Linked DNA regions of Rattus norvegicus: all the other regions are linked to region 2. The links are chromatin contacts, called in public Hi-C maps. All regions are on one chromosome and are shown on one strand. Each heading gives the region's core, a stretch centred on a gene start, on an enhancer-like site or on the middle of the called end of the contact. The rest is flanking DNA. Distances are from core to core; before and after follow the strand shown.

The links. A called contact is a pair of places that touch in the nucleus more often than the background predicts.
Region 1: a Hi-C map of Schwann cells shows a contact between it and region 2, with 20 times the contacts expected there. The contact joins the enhancer-like site here to the promoter of Sntb1 in region 2. A contact is called at or near these places in 9 of 12 Hi-C or Micro-C datasets (the A7r5 cell line, the Rat2 cell line, Schwann cells and 5 more) and 1 of 1 datasets of contacts at active chromatin or transcription factors (oligodendrocytes).
Region 3: a contact with region 2 is called in a Hi-C map of the A7r5 cell line, with 2.4 times the contacts expected there. The contact joins the enhancer-like site here to the promoter of Sntb1 in region 2. A contact is called at or near these places in 2 of 12 Hi-C or Micro-C datasets (the A7r5 cell line and Schwann cells) and 1 of 1 datasets of contacts at active chromatin or transcription factors (oligodendrocytes).

What each region holds. Positions count from the first base shown.
Region 1 is chr7:89,365,193-89,369,315 of GRCr8, reverse strand. No RefSeq gene overlaps it. Among named protein-coding and RNA genes, the nearest start is that of Trnak-cuu17, 130 kb to the right of the region's middle. Within about 2 kb of position 1,750, at least 6 of the 93 cell types and tissues checked have an H3K27ac peak or open chromatin away from gene starts, as enhancers often do. A contact at or near this core is called in the A7r5 cell line and Schwann cells, where this site is marked.
Region 2 is chr7:89,216,212-89,220,381 of GRCr8, reverse strand. Sntb1 (syntrophin, beta 1) reads left to right here and starts at 1,365. Exons shown (of 7, transcript NM_001130542.1): 1 at 1,365-2,333. The coding sequence starts at 1,760.
Region 3 is chr7:89,049,469-89,053,089 of GRCr8, reverse strand. All of the region lies in intron 3 of Sntb1 (syntrophin, beta 1), which reads left to right. Among named protein-coding and RNA genes, the nearest start is that of Sntb1, 170 kb to the left of the region's middle. Within about 2 kb of position 2,284, at least 6 of the 93 cell types and tissues checked have an H3K27ac peak or open chromatin away from gene starts, as enhancers often do. A contact at or near this core is called in the A7r5 cell line, where this site is marked.

The DNA.
Region 1 (4,123 bases), core at 501-3,000, 150 kb before region 2:
CCCCTCCCCCATTGTGTGGTGACATAAAACAAACAAACAAACAAAAAACAAATAAGAGGTGTAACAAATGCTTTATTCTTTTCATTTTTTTAATTTTCCAAAAAGTAGATCACTGCCCAACCCTCTCCCAAGGACCTTTCCTGTTTTCATATCTGGTGCATGCGATATTACGTTTTCCTCAGCTCTAGTCAGTGGGGCTTCTTAATGTTAGCTCAGATATCCTTACATTTGATCATGATCTCAGGTTCATCATCAATATTTTCTGCTCCACATATAGAATCTATCCAAGGAATCCGATTCCTTTCAAACGGAAACAAAACATAGACTTTCCATAGACTCATAGGAGTATGGGAACTGCTTGATACATATGGGAAAGTAAATTCAGGTCTTCTGAAAGATGACCTATAGCACACGAGATATATAAATCCATGCCACCTTTTTCAGTAGAAATAAAGATTAGTGGACTTTAAACTCATTTTTTTCTTTAATGGTATGTACTTATTCTAGGAATCTCACCCTCTAAAACTACTAATTAAATTACTTAGTCATTTTATCCTAATCTAAATGTCAAGACTAGTTCTAATAATAATGTAACTGCTATCACTGGCCAACAGAACTCAATCCAAAAACACAAAAAACAAAAGCTTGAAGCTCTTTGTATTCTTAGGGCCAGTCTCCCTAGACTAGATGTGCAATCCTATTTGGAGATTTGTGTTTTAAAGGCATTCGGAGCAATTCTGGTGACTGTTATAGAACAAGATTCATATCCAGTAAGTTTTTAGAAACTAATAGGCTTGGTTATGCTGTTTTCTCTTCGCCTTGGGTTTTGTTAAGAAGTTGTATAAGATAAAGATAAAGAGCTGGAGAGAAGGCTCAGTGGCTGAGATTGCTTCTTCTTTCAGAAGACCTGAATTTGGTTTCCCATACGTATCAAGCAGTTCCCATACACCTATAACCCCAGCTCCGGCTGATCAGATGCTCTCTCCTGGCCTCCAAAGGCACTGCAAATGTGTGTGTGTGTGTGTGTGTGTGTGTGTGTGTGTGTGTGTTGTGTGTGTGTTATGCACAAACACTATAAAATAAAATATTTTTTAAACTAAGATTAGTTAAGATTAACAGAGAAGTCTATTTCTTTCATATCCTAGATTTCATATTTTTCTATCTCATGACCCATAACCAAATTTTAAAGAGTTTGTTGTTTACCCTACTAGTGAAATTATGAGTAAATGTATATACTTATTTGTTCTTTTTAAGTCTAAGCTATATCATACTATATATAATGTATATACATACATTGCTATACATCTTACATTTGTTATTACACATGTCCTGGACACTATGCACATGCCAGTACATATAAACAAGTCCCTTCTCCTTTCACAACTATACTCTGGGCCACTATATGAACGTTCCAGTGTCACCTCAGTCAACAGTCGGGTTGCTAATTATTGCTTTATATTTTCCTGATTAAAACCTCCTCAGAGTCCTGCCAATTCGACTTATCACTATCATTTACTATACAAGTAAGCTACTGCATATATGCAGTTAAGGACTTGACCAGAGTCATAAGTTGAGAAAGGAATGGGGAGAAGCTAAACTCTCCTATCGCATTACCTCTGTTGAAAATGTCGAGGTAATTTCAACTGTAGCGAAAATATCTGAGACCTAGATGTGGGAAGGAAGCACATGCCTGAAGGCAGACTGTGAAGGAAAATTTAGCCCAAGTTCAAGGCTGGAATGTTGAGCCTCAGCCAGCCTGCGGGAAGGGCATCAGAGAAAACAACTGGTCTTTTGACCGAGTCCCAAGTTAAAGGAATGCTAGGCACTCATAAGCAGGTGGATCTATTTTTGGCAGAAAGATCATCTTATTGCGAAAATCACATCATGCCCCTTCTATCACAGCATACCTACAGCCCTGGTACCAAGATAAATTCACTAAAGACTTGCTGTAAAAGATATAGGACAATCCACTCTCCCCCACACCTTCTATCACGGACCTCTTATTTCCTTCTCCTTGTCCTGTAGACCAGTGGAAACCTACATGCTCTAAATCAAACAAAGCAAATGTAGTTTTAATTAAGCCAAAAATCATTAGTCTATTTAGAACAGAAATTAAATTGAGGTTTGAAGGAAGCCTTAAGACTTTAATTAGAATCTTTCATTAATATTCCTTTTATTTATGTGTTTGAATTGTTGTTTTTAATTAATATTTTTATTTATTCGTTAAGATTTTTCATACAAGTAGACAATATATTTGGTTATATCTAATGCTCCTTCCCTTTTCATTTATTTTTTTAAAGACAAAAAGTGAACTCTGGGGATGGAAATAAAGCCCTACTATTCTTTCATCTTAAAATGTGCATCCCCAGTTCTGTCTTAGTCCAGAAGACTTTTAACCCAGTCTCTTCCAAGAGCTTCCTCTCCACAATAATTACATTGAAATAAAGCCTGAACATCTTTGCATTCACAAGACAGGAGAATTGCTGTCACTGGAGACAAAAATCATATTCATTGCTGCCCTGACTAAAGCAGGAGAGAGTTTCCAAATGGCTCAGAACAAAAGACTTTTTTTTTTTTTTGCCTTAGTCATCAGAATATCCCGTTCTTGAGTGGCCTTGTTAAGAGAGGTTTTATTGTATAGTGTCTACGCTTCTAGACCAAACAGACCAAGCAAAATTGCCCCAGGGTCATTATTGCACTATAAGTTGGACAGCAAAAGGCTTGCTTGACCGTGGAGGCTCTGACATGAGCTAGAATCCTGATATTCGTTCTTTCCAAATAAAACTTTTGGCAAACGGGTCCAGAAACTAAAGTTTTACTCACTGGGCATATCTGAATTTACTGTCTGCCATGTCCCAGGGAGAGAGAAGAGGATTAGATATGAGGCACATCCCGCAAATCTGTGCGGGAACTAGAGGAAGAGGTAAAAATCAGAGAAGAGAGGTCAGATGTGTTGCATGCAGAAGTTCAGCATTGGACAGAGTTTTTAAGTTCTTTGTGTCTCTAACTGATTCGCTTCTGAAAGAAGCTAGCAATATTGAAATCACAAGGTTAGCACTAAACAAGTAGCGTATCTCTTCCTGTCGTGGGTCCTCCATAACTATTAGCTACTTTCCCGAACAAAATTAGACTGTGACTGCCAGCCCTTAATCCATCTCTCTCCCCTGCATGTTCCATATCATTAACCTGGCAAACCCACACTATGGATGCTGCTCAGGCGTGATGAACACGGGTGTCAGGGTTAAATAGATTTCTCTAAGACACCGCGGTTCATATGAAGGAAACATGGGGCCCAGATCAATTCAACCATAGTTGAAGTGGACTAACTTTCAACCTGTCCCTTATGTTATTTTCTATGACAGTAGAAATCACGAAGATATACATATGGGGGGGGAGAGAGATGAATTTCTGCAGGAAAGTGACTGGGGATGCTTCCTGAAGGAACCAGTAGGTAAACATACACTACTGCGGAAACTTCCAGCAAAGCCTTCAAAGAGGAGTGAGAACTTATTAAGCCATTACTTCCCCTGTCTTTGCCACCCACACCCTAGTCACCATCAAGCCTAAATGTGATAATTACACATGTTACAGCAATGTATGGTATTTTTTTCCCCAAATTTTTACGGCTACCACCCTGAACCAAGGCACATAATTTCATGCTTAGTTGGGCCCCAAAAGAAGGACCTCATCCTGTCAATCAAACCCCTCCCTTCTGCCATAGTAAAAGTGGGCTTGAAATGCAAATCAGTTTCTGGGACTCCTCTGCTTCTCAGTTATTCAGTAATTATCTATTGTGTTTGGAATCAAATCTGAATTCCTTTTATTGTGGCCTCTAAATATGCATGGTCTGGTATCTGCTTATTCTTCCAAGCTCATCTTATTAACTTCTTGCTCATTATGCTGCAGTCATAAAAACCTCCCTTATTGTCCTTCATCACAACATAGTTTCCCCACATCATGACATAGTGCCTGCTGCCTTCTTTGCCCAAGATGCATTGCATTAGGATACGAGATATTCCTTCTTATTGTGCAGAACTCAAATGTCACCTCCTTAGAGAGACTATTTCTCAACATTCCATCTAAAAGATGGCCCTGTTTATATTGGTTTCCATCTCCCATTCTT
Region 2 (4,170 bases), core at 116-2,615:
GTCTGCCTGTTTTTCTCTCCTCTGTGTGTTTCTATGTGTGTCTCTGTGTGTGTGTCTGTCTGTCTGTCTCCTTGTCTCTTTCTCTCTTCTCCCCTCCCCACCGCCAGCTTTCTTCCCAACAATGGTGTCATCTGTGTTGTTTCCCTGGCTAACCCAGTCCAGCAGAAAGGACTGAAGAACTCCTTGGGGCTCCTGGCCCTGGTGTGGGCAGGTTTGCATGAAAAAAATGAAGACTTTCTCTTTTGAAATATGGAAGGGTAAAACTTATAGGAGGAGGACAGTGGAAAGCTCGATGTGAGCTGTAGTGACAAGCATTTTCACCGAGTTCTGTAACCCTGCCTGAGACTTCACAGTGTTTTCGAGCCTCCCTGATTAAGTCTGGAAAGAACTGGAGCAGTTTACTACTCATACCCATCAGTGAGGTAATGACATGCAGGTCACCAAAGACCCTCTTCCTACTGCCATCTTATCAGGTGAACTTCGCCTTCCAGAATGAGCAGATTCTGCATTTTATTCTGTCTTCTGGGGAAAGGAGAGAGAGCAGCAGGAAGACCAGTAAGTCTTAACACAGTTTAAGTAAACTGTGTGACCTGCTTAAGGTAGGCGGAAGAACTCTGGGATGCCCAGCTATGGCTTGGGTTACAGTTAAGGTGGCACTTCCTGATTGGCCTAGGATGAGAACCAAGAATTACAGTGCTGTTACCTTGGGACAGAGCAGAGTAAGAGCCAAACAAGCAGTTTCGGGGAACTTGGAGAATGAGCTTATTCTTAGTTTTTGAAGAAGACATTTCCAATATGGAATCTGAGAAAGAGGACGCCCTGAGAAGCATTGGGTGGAGTTGGGGGACGTATGGAGCAATACAAAAAGCAGACATTGAGTTAGACACTTGTCCTGGAGATGAGGCAGGCAGTGCCCTGTTGAAATTCAGAGTAGATACCGAAAGAAAGTCCCCTTGTCTTCAAATTCCCCTTACATTGACTTAGAGAGTAGGGATACCCTGGCTTGGTGAGGCTTCATTCTGTGTTCTTGTGACAGCTTTCCCCTCGCTCCTGGCGCAGCCTAGAATCTCTCTCCGCAGTTTCCTTTCCAGAGGCCTGGGAGTTAAGAGGATGAGAACTGAGGACTTGGGTCTTCAAAAAACTGCGGGAGGAGGGAGAGGAGTTGAATCAAGAGGACAGAGTGAGCACACCTGCAAAAGGTGAGCGTGGAAGCCCGTCAAAAATGGAGAGTTGAGAGGAGAGGGAGTTGCTGCGGGGTGGATGTAGTGGCTTGTGACCTGGTAGGTTTTGGGGAGCTGCGGCAAGGTGCAAATGCGAACTGAGGCACCCGGGTCTGAGACAGCGCGACGTGGGAGTGTGACGCTGCAGTGGCGAACAGGTGAGCGGCTGGGGCTCCGGGTCCCCGCCCCTGCCTCCTCCTACCGGTTCTCAATAGCACTTGGCCGCTCCGCGGCTCCTCTCGGTTTGGGGTTTTGCAACTGGCAGCTGGCTTTTTTCCCTCCTCCCCTGTCGAGGGCTCTCCTTCTTCTTTTAGGTTGCTCCACCCCGCCCAGGATCAGGCGAGGGGGGAACAAGCTCCGCCGCTGCCAACTGGCGCCCAGTGCAGCCGCGAACACGGGGAGTGGAGTCCGGGATCCAAGAGCGCGCTGCGGGGCATCTGCTTCTTCCACGCCCCAGCTACCCCGAGTCCTCTCACCCTCACCCCTTCTCCACTTTTCCCCCGTTTGCAATCACATGGCATTTTAAGAATGCTGGAAAGATGGCGGTAGCGGCAGCGGCAGCGGCTGTGGCTGCGCCGGCTGGCGGTGGAGGCGCCCGGGCGCAGCGGAGCGGACTGTTGGAAGTTTTGGTGCGGGATCGCTGGCATAAAGTTCTGGTGAACTTGAGCGAGGACGCCCTGGTGTTGAGCTGCGAGGAGGGCGCTACGGCGTACAACGGCATAGGGACTACCACCAATGGTTCGTTCTGCAGGGGCTCCGGGACCGGGCACCCGGGCACTGGTGTGCCTCAAGCCCCGGACTCTCCTGCCGGGGTCCGCACCGCCTTCACCGACCTGCCAGAGCAGGTGCCTGAGTCCATCTCAAACCAGAAGAGGGGCGTGAAGGTCCTGAAGCAGGAGCTGGGCGGGCTGGGCATTAGCATCAAAGGGGGCAAGGAAAACAAGATGCCCATACTCATCAGCAAGATCTTCAAGGGGCTGGCAGCCGATCAGACCCAAGCCCTGTACGTGGGCGATGCCATCCTGTCAGTGAATGGAGCAGACCTGCGGGACGCCACCCACGACGAGGCAGTACAGGCGCTGAAGCGCGCAGGCAAGGAAGTGCTGCTGGAAGGTAAGGGGTTAACCTTGCGCGGGCCTTACCCCGCAGTACCACTCACACTACTGCCCATCGGCGCACTCTCACTCACCAGCCACTTCCCCGCAGCCCAAGGACCCCACTGTGCCTGTGTTTTTGCAAAGGCAGTGACAGGCGTGGACTTTTTTTTTTTTTTTGACAACTTTTACTACCTGGGGACAGCTCATCTTCTCCACTCTGGCCCCGACCCAGGGCACTGTACTAAAAGATTGGACTGCCTGGGTTTTCCTGGCTCGGATGGAGTGCTTTAGTGCACTATTGTCGGAAGTTTCATACTTATCGGTACACGTGGTTTCATATTTTTTAGCTGCGGACAATCCAAGTGCAATGTGGAACCTGGGAAATGGGCCGGGAAATGGAGAATGGACGGATTTGCATCTGACCACATTGCAAAGCAGGGCCACTGACTCATGGTAGCTCTGGTACTTTTCTACTTTGGCAAAATTTTCACAGCCTGGGCAATCCAACTGTGAAACAGACGTGAAGGGTAAAAAAGCCAGAGAGAGGTGGCAGTATTTGAACGCTAAAACCCAGCCATGCTTTTTCCACTTCCTTTCCCTCCAGCACTGGAAAGAGTCCGTGAGGCCATGCAGTTTTCAGCAGTGCCAAAGGCTGGGAAAGATGTTGCCGATTTAGGCAGGAGTTCACTTCCCCTGCAGGGTGTTCAGCCGGTCAGTCCGGATTCCACGTTCCTCTGGGTGGAGAGCTGGTGAAGTGTTTTCTTTTTTCTGCTTGTGTCTCCCGGAGAAGTGTGAAATCCAGTCTGCATTTGTAAACAGATTTCCCTGCCTATGAATGTGAAGAACTTTCGAAACTCTGAAAATCTGGTGTCTTCAAGCCTATAATCATCCAATGGCTATAGACTAGGAAGTACCAGTTTGGATGTGGCAATATGGGGGGTGGAGGTGCGGGACTCACGATCAGTTTCCTTTTCCCCAGCTCTAGTTTTCTGTCTTTGTAGCTCTTTGTACACACTTCCGCTGGCACTCCCTGTGTGATCATTTCATCGATTTTTCTCAGCTTCTTCCTAACTACAGACTGAGTTATTCAGAGGTCTTTTATTTAGATGGGGCTCCCCGGAGCTTGGATGACACGCATGCAGGGTGAGGGAATAAATTAACTCAGCTACTGAGATCATGTTCCAACCTAGACTTTATAACGTGGTGATTGACTTAAGCCCTTAAACTCCGGTGTAATCAGTTCCCTGTTCACCCAACTGTGGTACTGGTGTGTGAAGCCAGTTCGATTGGCATGTGACATGGGATGAAACCTCCTGGCTATGTGATGGTCTGCCTCACGGCCAGGAACACAAAGGGACTTTTCTCCTTCTTGACTTGTCTAGAGGATTTGTGATGTCTTCATAGTCACTGCCTCTGAAGCCAGAACCTAGAAGGCTATTTGGTTTGGCTTGATGATTAACATAAGTAAACAGGAGAAAAATTCTTGATCAAGTATGTGTTGGTTTGGGTGACAAGGGACAGGTAGGATCTTGTGAGAGTGTAGTTTGGACTATCAACTTCTGGACACCTGTTTAGTTTGTAATCAATACTGAAAATATAGATGGAGGGGGTAACAAAAAGATCATATTTTACTTCAGGTATGCCCCTTACTAATCCCTTCTTCCTGACTTGGATTTCAATTTAATAGATAATAACTTGCCAAGGACATTAAAAACGACTCTTACACATAAAGAAAAAAAAAGATGACTCCCTGGATTGAAAATACTAGAAAAAGGTGTGTGTGTATGTGTGTGTGCATGTGTGTGTGTAAGTGTGTGTGTATGTAAGTGTGTATATGTGTGCATGTGCGTGTG
Region 3 (3,621 bases), core at 1,035-3,534, 170 kb after region 2:
AGTTGACACCCAAAACCAGCCAGTACACATAGTTTGCATTTTGGCATGACTACAGAGTTACATTTGCAATGGCACCCTAAGTATGAACACGCACATGTAGTACATGCTCTTCGGTCAACAGATCATTATGTAGATGAAAGATAGACCTCCAGAGAAGTGGCATAGCACACCCCTCTATCCAACGTATGTTGGTGATTATGTCTGCAGTTTGTAGCCAATCCTCACACTTCCAGTAAGTGAATGGGTGATCTTTCTCTTTGTCTACAAGTGTTTAATCCACATGGCATTCCCCAAGAATGAATAATAAAACAGAGATGAAAAGTGATAATGCTAAAAATAGACTAGTGATGACTGTAAAAATAAAATTTGAACCAAATATTGGTGGAATTATAAGAGAAATAGCTGCCTGTAGGCATGTTGACATTGATATTATTCAAGGCATTGTTAATAGACAGTCAGAGTGCAATGGAGGCAGACGCAAAGCCAAAGAAAGTGGCTATGGCTGAGAGGGAAAAGACTCCCGAGGCAATAAAGACAGTGAGAGATGCCCGTGGGAAGCATCCAGAGACACATTTTACCTCATTTAGGGGTAAATGGATGGTCACTGTTCTAACAGTCAAAGACAATCAGGAGGAATGGAGCCAGCCTGGGAAACACAGTAAGATGCTGATTCAAAAAATATTTATATATTGTATTGATGTATAAAAGAGAAAGTACAAAGGATATGATATTGTTGGTTGATGAAAACAGAAAGGCTCAAACACTTTTCCAAAACAGAGAAAACGGGCTGCTTTGTCTCAAAAGTGATGAGGCAAAGAAAGCAAGGAAGCTCTATTCAGTGTACTACAGATTAAGGTGTCTCGTGTACAAAGGAAAGATGAATTGCCATTCCCAGTCTTTCTCATATCTAAATCATAAATTGTTAAATAAATGCCAATGAAATAACGCAACAGCCACACTTCCTTATAGATTCATAGGTATGAAGAAGAGAATTTATATGATATTGATAAAAATTGTTGAGGGTAATGGAATCATCCTTATGTTCCAAATTTATCATTCCATTCAATTGTGTAGTTTCAGCTTTCATAGTCAATTTTGCTGTTTAGCATCTTGTGTAAAAGCTGGTCCATTCACTATCCCCACCTGACTCCTCTCTGACCCCCCGTTACACACACACACACACACACACACACACACACACACACTTTCTCTTCCTTCCTCTCCCCTTCCCCCCTCACACACACACACTCTTTCTCTTCCTCCCTCTCCCCTTCCCCCCTCTCTCTTACACACACACACACACACACACACACACACACACAAACAACCTCTCTCCTTCATTCCCTCTCCCTCTTTCCTCTCCCCCTCTCCCTCTCTCTCATTCTATGTTCATTCATCTATACATCTGTCTCTTTTTCTATGTACTATACAGATCCTTATGTGCATGTGTGTGTGTGTGTGTGTGTGTGTGTGTGTGTGTGTGTGTGTGTGTGTTGGTCTCCGTGTTTTTTTTTCTCACCTATGCTCTAGTTGGTCCTCAGTCTCAGCAGTAATGATGTATCCGCAGCGCCTCCACCAAGTTTCAGATAGAGCCAACCAACCATTCCACCTTCACATTTTCTAGCTCCCTTGCCCAGATCCATTAAAAGAATCTCAAGTGTAAATGTGAAACAGCCCTGGCCGGCATCAACAAGCTCCTGGTAATCAAGTTCTCAACCGTGTAATTAATGGAGCGATATTTCTGGAGTCTCTAAATAAATCACTTACCATCTGCCTAAATTTTACCTAAGTCAGAATTTCCCACCACTCCTTACAGGGAGAAAATAGTTTCTAACCTGAAGGAACTCCCATCTGATAAGAGATGGAAATAGAAGTGCTGTGCAGGCTTCTTCCAGCATCCCTAAATCTAGAAGGCTGGCTATGTTGGGAACCAGACTGTTAATGCAATTAAGTACTAATAGGTCTGTTGTGTTGCTTTAACAAACAGTCTTTGAGTTCCTAAATGCGTCATGTTTGAGATGCAACAAGACTGAGGAAAACCTGGCGACAGCCTGGGTAGCTTCCACCTTGGCATTTTAGGCTCAGTGAGCAAGTATGGATTCAAGCCTCAGTTTCCCCTACATCCACTTCCATTCTTTCACATAAAATATCAGAGATTTACATCGGGGGTGGGGGAATGGGTACCAGAGGCCTCCATAATGAACACATGAGCATATGCTGCTTTTCCTTGTGATTTCACAGGGCACAGTGTAGCATCATGAGTCATTTGCGATCTCCAAGGTGGAAACATTCCACATGCCCATGTGAGAGTGGTAGGATTCTGGGCATTTCACCCTCTGTGGAATGACTCATATATCTTAATGTGTGCCTGCCTAATTCTCTTTGGAGCACATGATTTAACTCAAGACAGAAGAAGACTCTGGGCTTGTTTGTATTAAACGTGAATCATTGGTTCTACAGTTTAGACATTATAGACTATCCATCGTTTATTAGCTAGATATAATCTAGAAAAATGTGACTTGCATAAAGAAAAGATGACTTTTTAATGTTTCCCCCATTGGTTTTTCTAAGCACTTTCTATTCATCCTCTCAGTGAGGGAAGGATTCTCCGCCCTGAACAGTGTGAAATACTTGAACAGGAAGGAGCTCACCCTGAGCAGATGAGCAGGTGTTAGCCACATATTCTCATGGCTTGAGAGTGAAGGACACTGCACAGGATGTGGGTCCACATGGAGGATGCATTAGGGAGCTGGGTAAATTGGCACGTAAATCAATGAGTAAAGCCTGCTTAGAAGGGACAAGAGGAAGTGCGTCCTATGCTCCCACAGGAGGATGTGACCAGGATGTCATATCAATAAAATTTTCTTAAGGATCCAGCAGAAGTCCTCAACGTGATGACCTGAGAAAAATGGAACAGGAAGCATTCCTCAATGGTTGCAGGATGTATCAAAGGAAGAAAGCGGAGCTCACTAGTATGCATCAGAATCATGGGATCTGTTGAAGCAACATATGACATTTTATTGTACAGGAGTCATTGGGCCTTGCATTCACTGATAATTAGATTCTTTTAACTGTTGAGATGTAGGGAGGACTTTGCTAATGGAAGGTCTTAGAAGTAAGTGAAGGTCCTGGGGAAGTAAGTGAAACAGGAAACAAGGAAGGAAGATGAACAAGGCCATGGTAACAGCTAAACTCTGACTTCAGCTAAGCTTCCCAGCTCTGGGTAGCACTTCTACACCCAGAACTCTCACATGTTAAGTCAAGAGATTTTTATCCCTGCTGTGAGCCAGGCATTGGCTATGAGAGCTGGAGGTGGGAGAAGGGACTTATCTGCCACCTAAAGTGTGTTCTCTGAAGAAGGAAAGAGTCTGGATCATCCTGCATCAGGTGAGGCTCGCTGATAGGGTCAATTGTATGGGAGAGCAAACAATCTGTACTATAATCACTCCCACAAGGGAAGAAATTGAGCAATTGTCCCTGAGATCCTTAGATGAGGAATGGATGATGACAGTGGACAATTCTGGGACATGTAGAAGCTTTCAGCTACCACCCTACATGCTTAGGTTTGCTCACGACTGTCTTCATGTTATAACATCCCATCCCAGCATGGACTCTTTCTCC